2 separate regions of the Sus scrofa genome follow, and region 1 is linked to region 2. A link is a contact called in public HiChIP or PLAC-seq data. All regions are on one chromosome and are shown on one strand. The core of a region is the stretch at or near the end of the contact, and the rest is flanking DNA. Distances in the headings are between cores, read along the strand shown. Region 1 holds the start of FKBP3 (FK506 binding protein 3). Region 2 holds the start of KLHL28 (kelch-like protein 28).

The links. HiChIP or PLAC-seq counts read pairs in DNA pulled down with a chosen protein or histone mark.
Region 1: an H3K27ac HiChIP or PLAC-seq map of skeletal muscle shows a contact between it and region 2. The contact joins the promoter of FKBP3 here to the promoter of KLHL28 in region 2. A contact is called at or near these places in 2 of 5 promoter capture datasets (fetal liver and liver), 16 of 47 Hi-C or Micro-C datasets (alveolar macrophages, blood, brain and 8 more) and 2 of 2 datasets of contacts at active chromatin or transcription factors (alveolar macrophages and skeletal muscle).

What each region holds. Positions count from the first base shown.
Region 1 is chr1:175,330,412-175,336,596 of Sscrofa11.1, forward strand. It overlaps FKBP3 (FK506 binding protein 3), which reads right to left and starts at 2,294. Exons shown (of 7, transcript NM_001244157.2): 1 at 2,162-2,294. The coding sequence starts at 2,269. It overlaps FANCM (Fanconi anemia group M protein), which reads left to right and starts at 3,554. Exons shown (of 23, transcript XM_003480459.4): 1 at 3,554-4,264; 2 at 4,832-5,004. The coding sequence starts at 3,730.
Region 2 is chr1:175,197,753-175,204,731 of Sscrofa11.1, forward strand. It overlaps KLHL28 (kelch-like protein 28), which reads right to left and starts at 1,425. Exons shown (of 5, transcript XM_001926290.5): 1 at 252-1,425. It overlaps TOGARAM1 (crescerin-1), which reads left to right and starts at 420. Exons shown (of 22, transcript XR_002346627.1): 1 at 420-2,893.

The DNA.
Region 1 (6,185 bases), core at 1,044-3,543, 130 kb after region 2:
GAAATAATAAATAACATACACTGGCATGTACTAACCCTTTTTCCATCTAGGAACTCACAGAAAAGCCCACTTATTGGCAAACACACTTTGGTAACTGGGCAAAGCTGCTCCTGGCAAGATGTTACTTGGCCCATGGCCAGGGATCTTCCAGCCATGTTGGGTATAGATATCTTAACATATCTGTAACCCATTCTTGGCACATCTGGAAGCACTGTTACACAGTGTTGGATATATATAGTGTTCAAGTTTTCCTAAAGACTCAGTTTCTCCATCACAGTGGAAGGTTAATAATAGCATTATATGTCAGAGGCTTCCTGTAAGGATATCTATTTCCAGTCACATAGTAAGAACTCAGTACTACCTATTTAATAAAATAATGTATTTAATAACTGAAACTAACAGCCAAATTCCATTTCTCTCAAATATAAGACTATAAGTTGTCAAATATACACCAAAATACTACTACTGAAATATCAAATTATCAAAATCATGTACGTGGGGATTTTCATAACTTCTTTGAACTCTGCTTCCCTTACTTTATTCTGCTTCCTTCCTTGCTTGATTCCTTTTTTTGTTAACTTTCTCAATGATGTCCTCTGGCATCTTCTAACTTTCCAACAAAGCACTTTTCCCAACACTATCACTATTGAATTTTTCTTTTTCTTTCTCTTAGAAAAATGTTCTAAATGATAAAGGCTCATGGGAAAGGCTATTTTGATTAAACAGAAGTAATCAGTTGCTTTAGCACTGCTGTGATTAGCAAGCTTTCTTTATTAGCAAGCTTTCTGAAAAATATCCAAAATATAAACATTTATCCCCTTGATATCTTATGAGCAATACAATAGTGATTGTCAAATAAGTTTAAGTATGTAAATGAACACTGTAGGGTACGCACTTAAAAGATTAGTATGTCATAAAAATATTTAGATAATCCAAATCTCTTGAAATTGTCCAAGGTGGGCCAGTTTTACATATTCCCACTTTGGGATGATCTGTTTTCTAAGAATTTGATGAATATAGTTCAGTACTGAGGCATTACTTGTTAATAAACAATAAATCTCTTGCTTCAATGAAATATAAACTGGCTTAAGAGAAAATATTTCCACCAAAATGGTATAAAATGTCATTTTCATCCTTGTATCCACAAACACTGAGCCAATAATTCTTGCTATCAGGATAATAAAGGAGCATGATACTGGAAGAGGGAAAATAATTACACCTCCCGTTCAAGAACGTGCAAAATGAAAATAAACTACTAATGTGCAAAATGAAAATAAACTACAAGCTTCTCAAAAGAGCCCAGAAGCAATTTTTCTAAATGCAAGTTTAGAAATTCAGTTAAAAATTGTCGAGAAACCATATATAGACTGCTGCTTCTATTCCCCATACGTGGGCGATAATGCACGCACACAAACTGTTCAGCAATTTAGGAGAGGTATGAATGATCTTAATTTCCGAAGGGAAAAAAATTCAAGTCTGACAAAAATAACTTGTGACTACAGAGGGTGATTAAAATGGAGACTGCTGAAAAATGCAGGGCGTATAAGTATGAAGAGTGCCAAATAGATTTCTTAGTTGCTTTATAAGAATGCGAGATCACTGTACATGGAATACTCATGTGACTTCCCTAAATATAAAGGTAAAAAGGTTATTTAAAGGGTCGATATTAAAAAAAAAATCGCATGCATGATTAGTGATCAGTATTTGGTAACTGATGAGAAAAGCAAATCGCACACATCGTTGCTACCGAAATCTTCACATCCCTTCTCATCTCCCTAACAGCCCACACTCCCCTCCAGGGATCTCATCCAAGCCTCCAATCCTCTGTCCCCCGCTTGAGCCCCCAATATTTCCAGGGTTCTTTTTTTTTTTTTTTTTTTTCCTCTCATGACCTCCACCCTCACTCAATTTGAGTGAGATTCTAATTCTGCGATGGCTGCGAGCCCCAAGAAATGCTGCTGCTCCACCCGCCAAAGAACTGCCTGCCCGAGGGGCGGGAGCGTGGCTCCGGAGCGCACGCGGGGCCTCTCCGGCCTTGCAGGCACAGGCCGCGGGAGAGAGAGGGCGGGGGCACGGAGGAATACGGCAAGTATAGGCATCTATGGGGGGGCGAAGTATCCCTCCGGCCGCACCAGCCCGGCCGCCCCGCTGCCTCTGGTACCGAATCTGAACCGTGATCCTGCAGAAACTTGATAATGTCCTTCTTGGGTAGCTGCTCGCTGCGCAGCTGCTCCACGGTCCAAGCCCGCTGTGGAACGGCGGCCGCCATCTTCCCCCGCTGCCTCTGCTTTACTGAGCCAGCCCGCCTGGGTTCGGCATCGCCCCGCCCCCTGGGCGTGGCGCGGACCCCGCAGGAAGCTCTAGGGGGCGGGGTCATTGCGCTATCCCGCAGGATTGGGGCCAGTTTTTGAGTGACGTCAAGACGGTACGTTGCGGGCCTCTTTGTTGAGTCCAGGGTAAAACCAGCTGATGTGGCCCCGGCGGCTGACTACGCAGGAAAACGGAAGCATTCATCTCCTAAATGTATCAAGCATTACCCATATATATTTTTTAATTATCGACGAGCTGCTATGCCTTTAAAGTCTATAACCTGTTTAAAAGAAACATCAGCACTCAGACATCTAATCTCATTTTATTTCCCTTCTAGAAATTCACACCCAAATTGGCTCATCAGAACGACCCATATTCCACCACCTCCCTATTGAGACTCACACAAATGAAGCTAGAATACAACCTGTTCCCTCACCCCTCACAAATACAGAAGCATGATAAATAGTTTGTCTAAAAGCAAGTTCAGACATTGGACCAAATAAAGCAATGTAAAGTACCTACACGAAGGACGGCGATTGCTGATGTTGGTGTTTAGGAGGGTGACGTTAACGGTGTGCGAAACAACCTCATTATTGTATGTGCACTTTTCCTCAATATACGAGGAAACAAATCTACAGAGATTACTCAAAGTCACCAGGTTTCGTGTGGAAAAGCTGGGAACTGTAACCAAATCTGAGATAGAAATCTATTTCCAGAGTAGAATAATATCACACCAACGCTTATTGCTCTATGTAATTTATGAAGATGTAGTGGAGCATCAGGACGCCTTGCTTTTTTCCTTTAGGATTTTCCAGCAAATATCAGGGCCAAACCATTCATTCCTTTTAAACAATAAAAATGTCAAAATAATGGGTTCTACTTCTAATACTGCGAAAAAGAGACTGACATTTTGCTTTCTCTGTCTGGATAGAGAAATAAGACAAGTTATTTAATTCTGTCTAAACACGTTTGTTTTTCACCTCTTCTTTCAGTTTAGAAATACAACCAACAAGCACGTTAGATGCTCATTAAGTTCAAAATATATGAGTATCTACAGTTTTGAATCTCAAGGTTATTTATTGTATCATTTTAAGCTATATCATTTTAGCAACGACGCCCAGACACCTAATCTAGGAAAACGGAACCCAATTTAGAGTGGAGAAGAAATTGACCGGGGGACCAAATTTATAGTAGCTCCTTGATAAAGCGCTTGCGTCTCCGAGAGGGCGGCAGGATTTCCGGGAAGCCCGCCAATCATATTCCCCACGCAGACTCAGTGGCGGCATTTTCAACTGGATAAACTGGCCTTAGTCCCGCCTCTGGTTCTACTCCTTTTTACGCGAAGGTAACCGATGGGGGTTGGAACGGAGGCTCTTAGCTGCAAGAGCTGCTGGCCTGTCTTCGGTGGTCGTCGGCCTAATGAGCGGACGGCAAAGAACGCTTTTCCAGACGTGGGGCTCAAGAGTTTCCCGATCCGCCGGGGCTCCGAGTTGCAGTTCTGGAACTGGGAGGACTCAGAGCCCTGGCATCTCCAGCGCGCAGTTTTCTACAGCGGCACAGGAGACAGAGGCGGCAGAGGCTGCCGAGGCTCAGCCAGAGTCCGACGATGATGTATTGCTGGTTGCAGTGTACGAAGCAGAGCAGCAGCTAAGTCTAGAGAATGGCGGGTTCTGCACCTCCGCGGGCGCCCTGTGGATTTACCCTACTAATTGCCCAGTGCGGGACTACCAATTGAACATCGCCAGGACCGCTCTGTTTTGCAACACGCTGGTTTGTCTGCCCACCGGCTTGGGAAAGACCTTTATTGCCGCCGTGGTCATGTACAATTTCTACCGCTGGTTCCCTTCTGGCAAAGTGGTTTTCATGGCCCCCACAAAACCTTTGGTCACACAGCAGATCGAAGCTTGCTACCGGGTGATGGGTATCCCGCAGTCCCACATGGCCGAAATGACAGGTATCTTAGAAACAGTTGGCTAATTTGAAATTAAGAGCTGGGCACCCAGGGGAAAGCACGCATTCTGCTGGCAATAGCACTAAGGGAATTCCTGATTCATGTGAAACAGCCCCCAGATCACAATATACTTATTTTACGTCTTCTCCCTTAAAACATCATCTTCTTGTAGCGAGCCCATCTCTAATGGATAGGGTTACTTTATTCAATCTTCAAAGGATTCCTGTAGCATTTTGAAGTCATTATGTGGGTATACCCCATTAGTAAGTGAACGTGAGTTTTCCTGAATTTCTTCCCCAAAAGGATTTCCCAGTTGAGGATTTTTTTTCTTTGAATTACTATTTTGTCATTTTGTAGGAATTCCCTAAAGGCGGCTTAGTTGTGGTAAAAGCCAGATTGCCATTTTAAGCACAACAAAGTTTTAAAATGTAGCATTCCAATGAGAGTCCAATTATCATTTTAGAAGCAGATTACCAAAGCAGGAATATATTCTGATAATAGGCCAGATTATTTATATTTTACAGATAATAGTCTGGGGTTAAGAATGTAAAGTGTCACTTTTATTTACAGGGTCTACTCAGGTTTTCACCAGGAAGGAAATATGGGACAGTAAGAGAGTCCTTTTTCTTACACCTCAAGTCATGGTAAATGATCTTTCTAGAGGAGCTTGTCCTGCTGCTGAAATAAAGTGTCTAGTTATTGATGAAGCTCATAGAGCTCTTGGAAACTATGCTTACTGCCAGGTAATTTTGTTTAAAAATATTTTATCCTGTAAACCTATTAAAGAGCATTTTGGAGAATAATTATTAATGACTGAAGGTATTGATGGTATTATTATTATTATGAAAGGCCTTATATCTATTAGCTCAACCGAGAATGATAGGAAATACTATCCTTCATTCAAATCAATATCTCTGCTGTTTGTTTTTAAAGCTTAAGGAGACCATTCGTGTCTGATGTAGATGGTGAGAGTCGTCATGTTTGAGACAGTGATCCATTATAGGGTATAGAGATGGAGATTTGGTACTAAGATAATAGTCAAAGGATTAGGTCGATATGCAGTGTTATTCCTTGGCAGCTAGGTAAAATAATACTTAACTGTCAACGTTGGTTTAAGGATTGAATGATGTAATGTATGCAGGTACCTAATACTGACTCCCAGTTAAGTACCTTAGGAATATAAAGTACAAAGGTGAAGAGGTGGAATATAGCTGAAAAGTTACTTAGAAGTAAGGTTCTGAAAGGATTTGTAGTCTATGCTTAGCAGTTTGAATGCCCTTTGTAGGCTATAGGAGATACAGGTGGTAGAGACTCATTGAAAAATATTTAGCTGCGGTGATGCTTCAGATTTAAAAGAGATTAGGGGAGAGAAGGGTAAAAGCAAGGTGTACAGTGAGGGGTAGGAGCAATTTAGGATGTCTCCCAGATTTCTGGCTTGGAAGATTGTGAGGATGGTGATGCTATTAGTAGATAAAGACTTCTGGAGGCAGAGAGCATCTAGGGTTTTGTGGAAAGAGTGAGTAGTTTTAAATTGTTGAGTTTGAGGCATCTATGAGGAATCTAGCTGTAATACTCAGTAGGCAGTGGATGACTGAGAAGTACAGATCTCAGTGGAGGGTTCAGAGCTAGAGATACAGATTTGGAAATCATCAGCATATAGGTGGTACATAATTAAAACCAGAATAGCTGGTGATGCTAGGGAGAACGTATGCAGTAAGAATAGAAGGACAATTGATTTCATTTAGTGTAAAGAGATGAATTTAACTGCCAGTTTGTGGTTTTGTAAAGTAGTTTCCTGTGGACTTGAAGAATTATTGTATTATACCTATTTTTTTTATACCTATTATCTTTTTGAGAATTGTCATCTTTCTTAGAGTTGACCTTCGATCTCACCCGAGATGGATATATTTTTCCATTTATTTAT
Region 2 (6,979 bases), core at 175-2,674:
TTGAAAAAAAAGTACGTAAGCTCGGAACTTGGCCCGGATTTAGATCTCCTGTCCCGGTAAGTAGACGGCAGGAGGAAAGGATCGCACATACGGCTGTAGACTGCAACACGTCTACAACGGTAACTAGCCCTGCACAGGAAGATGTCGTCTCTCCCCCTGCTTGCTACCGTTCATTTCCTTATATCTTACTCCACCACCAGCAGCACTCAAGCAAAACTTTGCACCGCAGAAGCACAGCAAAAAGAAAATACCTGAGTCCCAAGAATCACTCCCGCAGCAACAGGAGGAGGAGCCGTGGACGACTGGAGCCCGGGCAAGATCCTCACTTGCCTCTAGTCAAATCTCAATTCCTACGGGTGGGGCGGGGAACTTCCGCCCGGAGCGAGGAGAGCGTCACTTCCGCTTACTGCCGTCTCCTTTCCTCGCCTTCCCTGCTACAGAGACGTTCACTACGTTCACTCGTTCACTACGTTCGCTACGTTCGCAACACTCTCACTTCCTTTTCCAGAAGACGTCAGCCTAATCCGAATTTCTGACGTAGACTACATAACCCAGCATTCATCACTGCAGGTTAATTTCCGGGTTAAGACGTCCGCTCTGGGTACATCACCATGGAAGCGATCGGTTTGGTCACGTGGTGCCCCTGGTTACGCCCGGTGGCAGCTGTGGGGTCTGGCGCTCCGGCGGGGGCCATTTTGCTGAAGGCAGCCTCAGAGTCAAGCTTGGCAGCTGGTCAAGCTGTTCCTTTTCCTCTTCTGCAGCTTGAGGCTTGGAGAGGAACAAGAAGGCTGGGCTCCATCGAGCCCTTCGGAGACGATGGTTTCCTCCAGCCTCCACTTGACGACCCTCCATGGCGGCTGCGCCCTCCGCGCTGCACCCTCTGCCTCCCCTTCCAGCCCTCGGTGCCTCTCGCCTTCAGAGCCGCAGTCGTCCTTCCGCCTCAGAGACTGATGATAGTCTACGTGGGGGCGCCATGAGAGGCGAGAAAAACTACTGCCGAGGAGCTGCCGGAGACCACGGCTCCTGCTCCCCGACACCTTCGCCTCTGGCCTCGGCCCTCTTGATGCCGGCGGAGGCAGTCTCAAGTAGTTGGTCTGGGTCTGGAGGTGGTTTGTCAGGGGGAGACGAAGAGGAGACTCGGCTTCTTCAACTCCTCCGAACCGCGCCGGACCCTTCCGAGGCTTTCCAGGCTTTGCAGGCTGCTTTGCCGCGGCGAGGCTGTCGACTTGGCTTCCCCCGACGGAAGGAAGCATTGTATCGGGCCCTGGGCCGAGTGCTGGTGGAAGGAGGTAGTGATGAGAAGCGACTCTGCTTGCAATTCCTCTTGGACATTCTTCGGGGTCAGGGGGAGGCAGGCCAGCTGGAAGAGGCCTTTAGCTTAGCACTTCTGCCTCAACTGGTTGTTTCCTTACGAGAAGAGAATCCGGCCTTGCGGAAAGATGCGCTCCAGATCCTACACATATGTCTGAAACGTAGTTCCGGACAGGTGCTGAGAACGCTGATACAGCAAGGACTGGAAAGTACCGACTCCCGGCTTAGAGCTTCCACAGCTCTGCTATTCCCTATCTTGCTTACACCTGAGGATTTGTTGCTCGGCCTAGATCTTACGGAGGTGATAATATCCTTAGCACGAAAGCTTGGCAGTCAGGAAATAGAAGAAGAATCTGAGACAGCTTTCTCTGCTCTTCAACAAATTGGGGAGCGTCTTGGCCAAGAGAGGTTTCAATCCTATATCTCTCGCCTGCCTTCTGCCCTGAGGAGACACTACAATCGCCGCCTGGAGACACATTTCGGAAGTCAGGTTCCTTATTATCTGGAACTTGAAGCTTCTGGATTGCCTGAAGATCCCCTTCCCTGTGCAGTGACTATTTCCAACAGTAACCTTAAATTTGGGATTATTCCTCAGGAGCTGCATTCAAGATTGTTAGATCAGGAAGACTATAAGAACCGGACTCAGGCCGTCGAGGAACTAAAACAGGTGATGGGACGCTTTAACCCTAGTTCCACCCCTTATTCTAGTCTTGTCGGTTTCGTTAGTTTGCTATATAATTTGTTAGACGATTCTAACTTCAAAGTGGTTCATGGCACACTTCAAGTCCTGCATTTACTGGTTATTCGCCTTGGAGAGCAGGTACAACAGTTCTTGGGACCAGTTATAGCAGCTTCTGTCAAAGTGCTGGCTGACAACAAGTTGGTGATCAAACAAGAGTACATGAAAATCTTCCTCAAGCTGATGAAGGAAGTAGGTCCTCAACAGGTGCTTTGCTTACTCCTGGAACATCTCAAACACAAGCATTCTAGAGTGAGAGAGGAGGTGGTGAACATTTGCATCTGCTCCCTCCTAACTTATCCCAGTGAGGATTTTGACTTATCCAAACTGTCTTTTGATCTTGCCCCAGCTCTTGTAGATAGCAAACGCAGGGTACGCCAAGCAGCCCTTGAAGCCTTTGCTGTGTTGGCATCATCAATGGGCTCAGGTAAAACCAGCATCCTTTTCAAAGCTGTGGATACTGTTGAGCTGCAAGATAATGGAGATGGAGTGATGAATGCTGTACAGGCCAGATTGGCTAGGAAAACTCTCCCAAGATTAACAGAACAGGGGTTTGTGGAATATGCAATACTCATGCCATCATCTGCCCAGGGTAGATCAAACCATTTGGCACATGGAGCAGATACAGACTGGCTTTTGGCTGGTAACAGAACACAGAGTGCACACTGTCACTGTGGTGACCACACCAGGGATAGCATGCAAATTTATGGATCATACAGTCCAACTATCTGTACCCGAAGGGTACTAAGTGCGGGAAAAGGAAAAAATAAATTACCGTGGGAAAATGAGCAGCCTGGAGTCACAGGAGAAAACCAGACCTCCAACTCTAAGGATATAGACCAGGTATGCATTTTTTCTAATTTCCTTGAATTGTAACTATGAAAATGCTTAAAATGAAAGTATATCTGTAATGTAAGAATGAGACTCCCTGAGGGTTATTATGCTTTGTGATTTTCTATTATAATGGGACATAACACATAGGAAGCTTTAGTATGTTTCCTGCTTGATGGGTTTGATCAAATTTGAGGCACAATTTGCTATAGACAATACTTGGATTTCAGTTTTGGCCTGTCACTTTGGCATTTTAAGCTATCTCATTCATACAACAAACAATAAATACCTAGTAGGTGCCAAGTAAAGAGCTAAAGTTTGAGAATAAAGATGAGACCGGATCCACAGAGTGTAGGGGAAAGATCAGACTGTACATGAGCAATCTCAAATTTGCTAAGAGCCAAGATAGAAATATAAAGAGTCTTGTAGAAATAGTGAAAATAGAAAAAATGGTTCCACTAGAAAAGTAAAAAAAAATCTTCTAAGAAGATACAACATTTGAACTGAGATTTTTTTTTCCCCCGCAAAGTTTTGATGTTCTTTGTTTTTTGCTTTTGTTTTTGCTTTTTGGGACCACACCCGCGGCATATGGAGTTTCCCAGGCTAGGGGTCTAATTGGAGCTGTAGCTGCCAGCCTCCACCACAGCCACAGCAACGAGGGATCCGAGCTGCATCTTCAATCAACACCACTGCTCACAGCAACGCTGAATCCTTAACCCACTGAGCAAGGCCAGGGATTGAATTTTCGACCTCATGGATGCTAGTCAGATTCGTTAACCACTGAGCCAGGATGGGAACTCCCTCCCCCAAAGTTTTTATTTTGAAATTCCAAATCTGTAGGTTACTTAAAGAATAGTACGGTGAATATTAATATACTTCATCTGTATCTACTAGTTGTTGCCATGTTCCCATGGGTGCTTCACATTTGCTGAAAAGTTTGAAACTTAGTACACGTATCTTGACATTTCACTCTTAAATACTTTTGCAGTATCTCCTAAGAATGAGATTTTCACTTAAGACCATCATACACCGTTATCACACTACAGAATATCAATGGTAATTCGATAATATCTAATAAAGCTTGTATTTCTATTTCTCCAGTTGTCCCCAAAATGTGTTTTATTTATTTTACTTTTATCATCCAGGGTCTAATCAAGAGTCATGTGGTTATGTATCTCTTTTTTTTATTATGGCCACACCTGAGGCATATGAAAGTTTCCAGGCTGGGGATTGAACCCATGCCTTCACAGTGACAGAGCTGCTACAGTCAGATTCTTCAGCCACTGCACCAGCCACAGTGGGAACTCTAATACATCTCTTTTATCTGGGATAATAAACCCACCTGTTTGTTTATTTTTTCATGATATTGGCTTTTTTTTTTTTTTTTGAAGAGTCTTAATTTATGTGATTGTTTCCTTATGATTATATTCAGGATAAACAGTTTTAGCAAAATACTACACAGCAGATATTGTGAACTTCACTTTACATCACCTCATAAGATATATTTCAGGTGTCCCCCTATTGGTGATGCTAAATAAATTTTATCACTTGGTTGAGATGGTGATAGCCATGTCACTCCATTGTAAAGGTTTGTTTTCCTCTTTGTAATTAGCACATGATCTGTAGGATGATGCTTTGAGGCCCTGTGACTCCCTCAGCAACTTTTCACCCTATTCTTACAGGATCCACTAATGATCCTTCCCTGTATCATTTGTTAGATTGGAGACCACAAAAAAAGGGTAAATTTTTGAAAATTCTGACATTTCTTCTGTATTTGTTACTTGGCATTCTTTTTTTTTTTTCTATATGTAATAATTAAATATGTCAGTAATCCTTTTGATGCTAAAATTGTCTAAAATTTAATTTGCCCAGTGGCTTGCTCCTAAGTCCTTTGACATGATTCTAGTCTTTGAACACTTCCTTAGCATAATATGATGCCCAGATTTGCCTTGTATTTTTCTTGCTCCAGACCTGGAATCTGCCATTTTTTTCTAAAGCCCAAGAACTGCTTTTTTAGTGAACAGGAAATTGAAAATCAAAATCTGGGTATAGATGTGCTCACTGCTATTGCTTACCACCGTGGATTGGCACTTGGAATGTGTAGAACCAGGGAATACCTTTATTTATTTAACAAATTTATACTTCCAGTTCAAATCCAACACTATGGGATTCTTCCTCATCTTCCTTTAGTCCACATTTGTAACTCCCTTCTCCCACAATATAACCCTGGTTCCCAACATCACTTATAGATATGCTATATCCTGCAATCCATAAAAAAAAATTACTACAGCAATAACACGACAATTAACTACTTATTAATAAAGTTCAAGATTTCTTTGCCATTCTTTTTCTGCTTAGAATTATCCTATGGTCACATGTTCAAACTCCTTTTTTTTTTTGGCCTTTTTAGGGCCATACCTGTGGCTTATGGAAGTTCCCAGTCAAGGGGTTGAATCAGAGCTGTAGCTGCTGGCCCACACCACAGCCACAGCATCTCGGGATCCTAGCCACCTCTTTGACCTATACTGCAGCTTGCGGCAATGCTGGATGCTTAACCCACTGAACAGGGGCTAGGAATTGAACCCACATCCTCATGATACTAGTTGGGTTCGTTACCACTGAGCCACAATGAGAACTCCTGTTTCTTTTGTTTTTTTGTTTTTGTTTTTTAAACAGTATTTAAGGAAGATTTAATTACAAGAGCAGCATTGTGTAAATTGTGTGAGTTTTTCTTTCTCTTTTTCTTTTTTAAGAAGCTGGAGACTGGAGACTTAATCAATTAGACTTACATCTGTTAGACTACTTTAGGTGTACCTTGTTGAATTTCATGAGAATTAGCACAGTATTAGGATAAAACCGGAGATAGTGATAGATGTAAAAGATATTTCAGAGGATTTAGTGGCTAAGTGTTGAAGGAGAAGGCGATAAAGAGTGGTAACTCAAATTTGAATGAGATGACAAAATACATGATAATCCGTGAATACAAAGGGAAGGGGAAAAAAGGGAAGTTAATTTGCTGGAAAATGAATTTTAGGTAGAAGACGATAGAACACTCTGCTGAGTTTGTTGAAGACCACTATTCAAGAGACAAAGAAAGAAGCTGAGGTGTAGATCTTGGAAGTCACATATTGAGATGTAATTGTTAAAACTCTGAGAGTGGAGGGGCTCTCCAATGAAAGGCATTTAGAGAAAGAGCAGAGTGCTTAAGACTCAGTCTTAGCATACAGCCCCATTTAGGGAGTAGCAGTAGGAGATAGAGCCAAAGAAGGCAAAGAGAAAGAGTGCCTAAGAGTTGGAAGAAAGCCAAGAAAAAACAAAAGTTTTAGAAGTGAAGAGAGTTTTAGGAAGTACATCAGTACTGTTAAATGCAGAAGAGATTGAGGAGAATGAAAACTGAAAAAGCATGATTTGTTCTTACATATTCAACCTGCTACTTGTAAAATAATTTTGATGGTACTTTTCATTTTATCTTTCCTAATTTCTTTTTAATAATCCTGATTGTAAAAAAAAGTTACATGTGCTTACTATAGAAAATTTGGAAAAGGCACAAAGAAATTTAAATTTTTTAGCAGTCTCACTACTGAGGCCTTCAGTGAATATTTTGTTGCTTGTTCTTCAAGTATCATTTCAGTTTTTGTATGAAGAATCACAAGTATGATTCTTTTTTCCATAATGAAAGTCTCCCACTAACATAGTGCTGTATCTACAATCAGTATCAGCAGATATCTGTTAAGTGAGAATATAGAAACTAAGAGTTTGATGGTGAAAGAAAAGACCAAGCAAGACAGCAGAATATAGTGGGATGAGTTAGTGCTGAGTTTTATTTTTAAATAGGAAACACTTGATTTGAAAGAGGCAGAGAAAGGAGCCACCAGTGAATTAAATAGGCCTAGTCTGTGTCTGGTACTGTGATAGATCTTAGATTTGCAAGAAATATATGATTCAATTCCTGTAATCATATTTAAGAGTCAAATTTGAGAGGAAAACAAGGAATTAATGTCTCTAAGTAAAGACTGAGTCAAGAACACAGGTATAGAGAGAGTTTAGCTTTAGAACAGAGGCGGATATCTTTTTCTCTGGATCTGAAGGAAAAATACA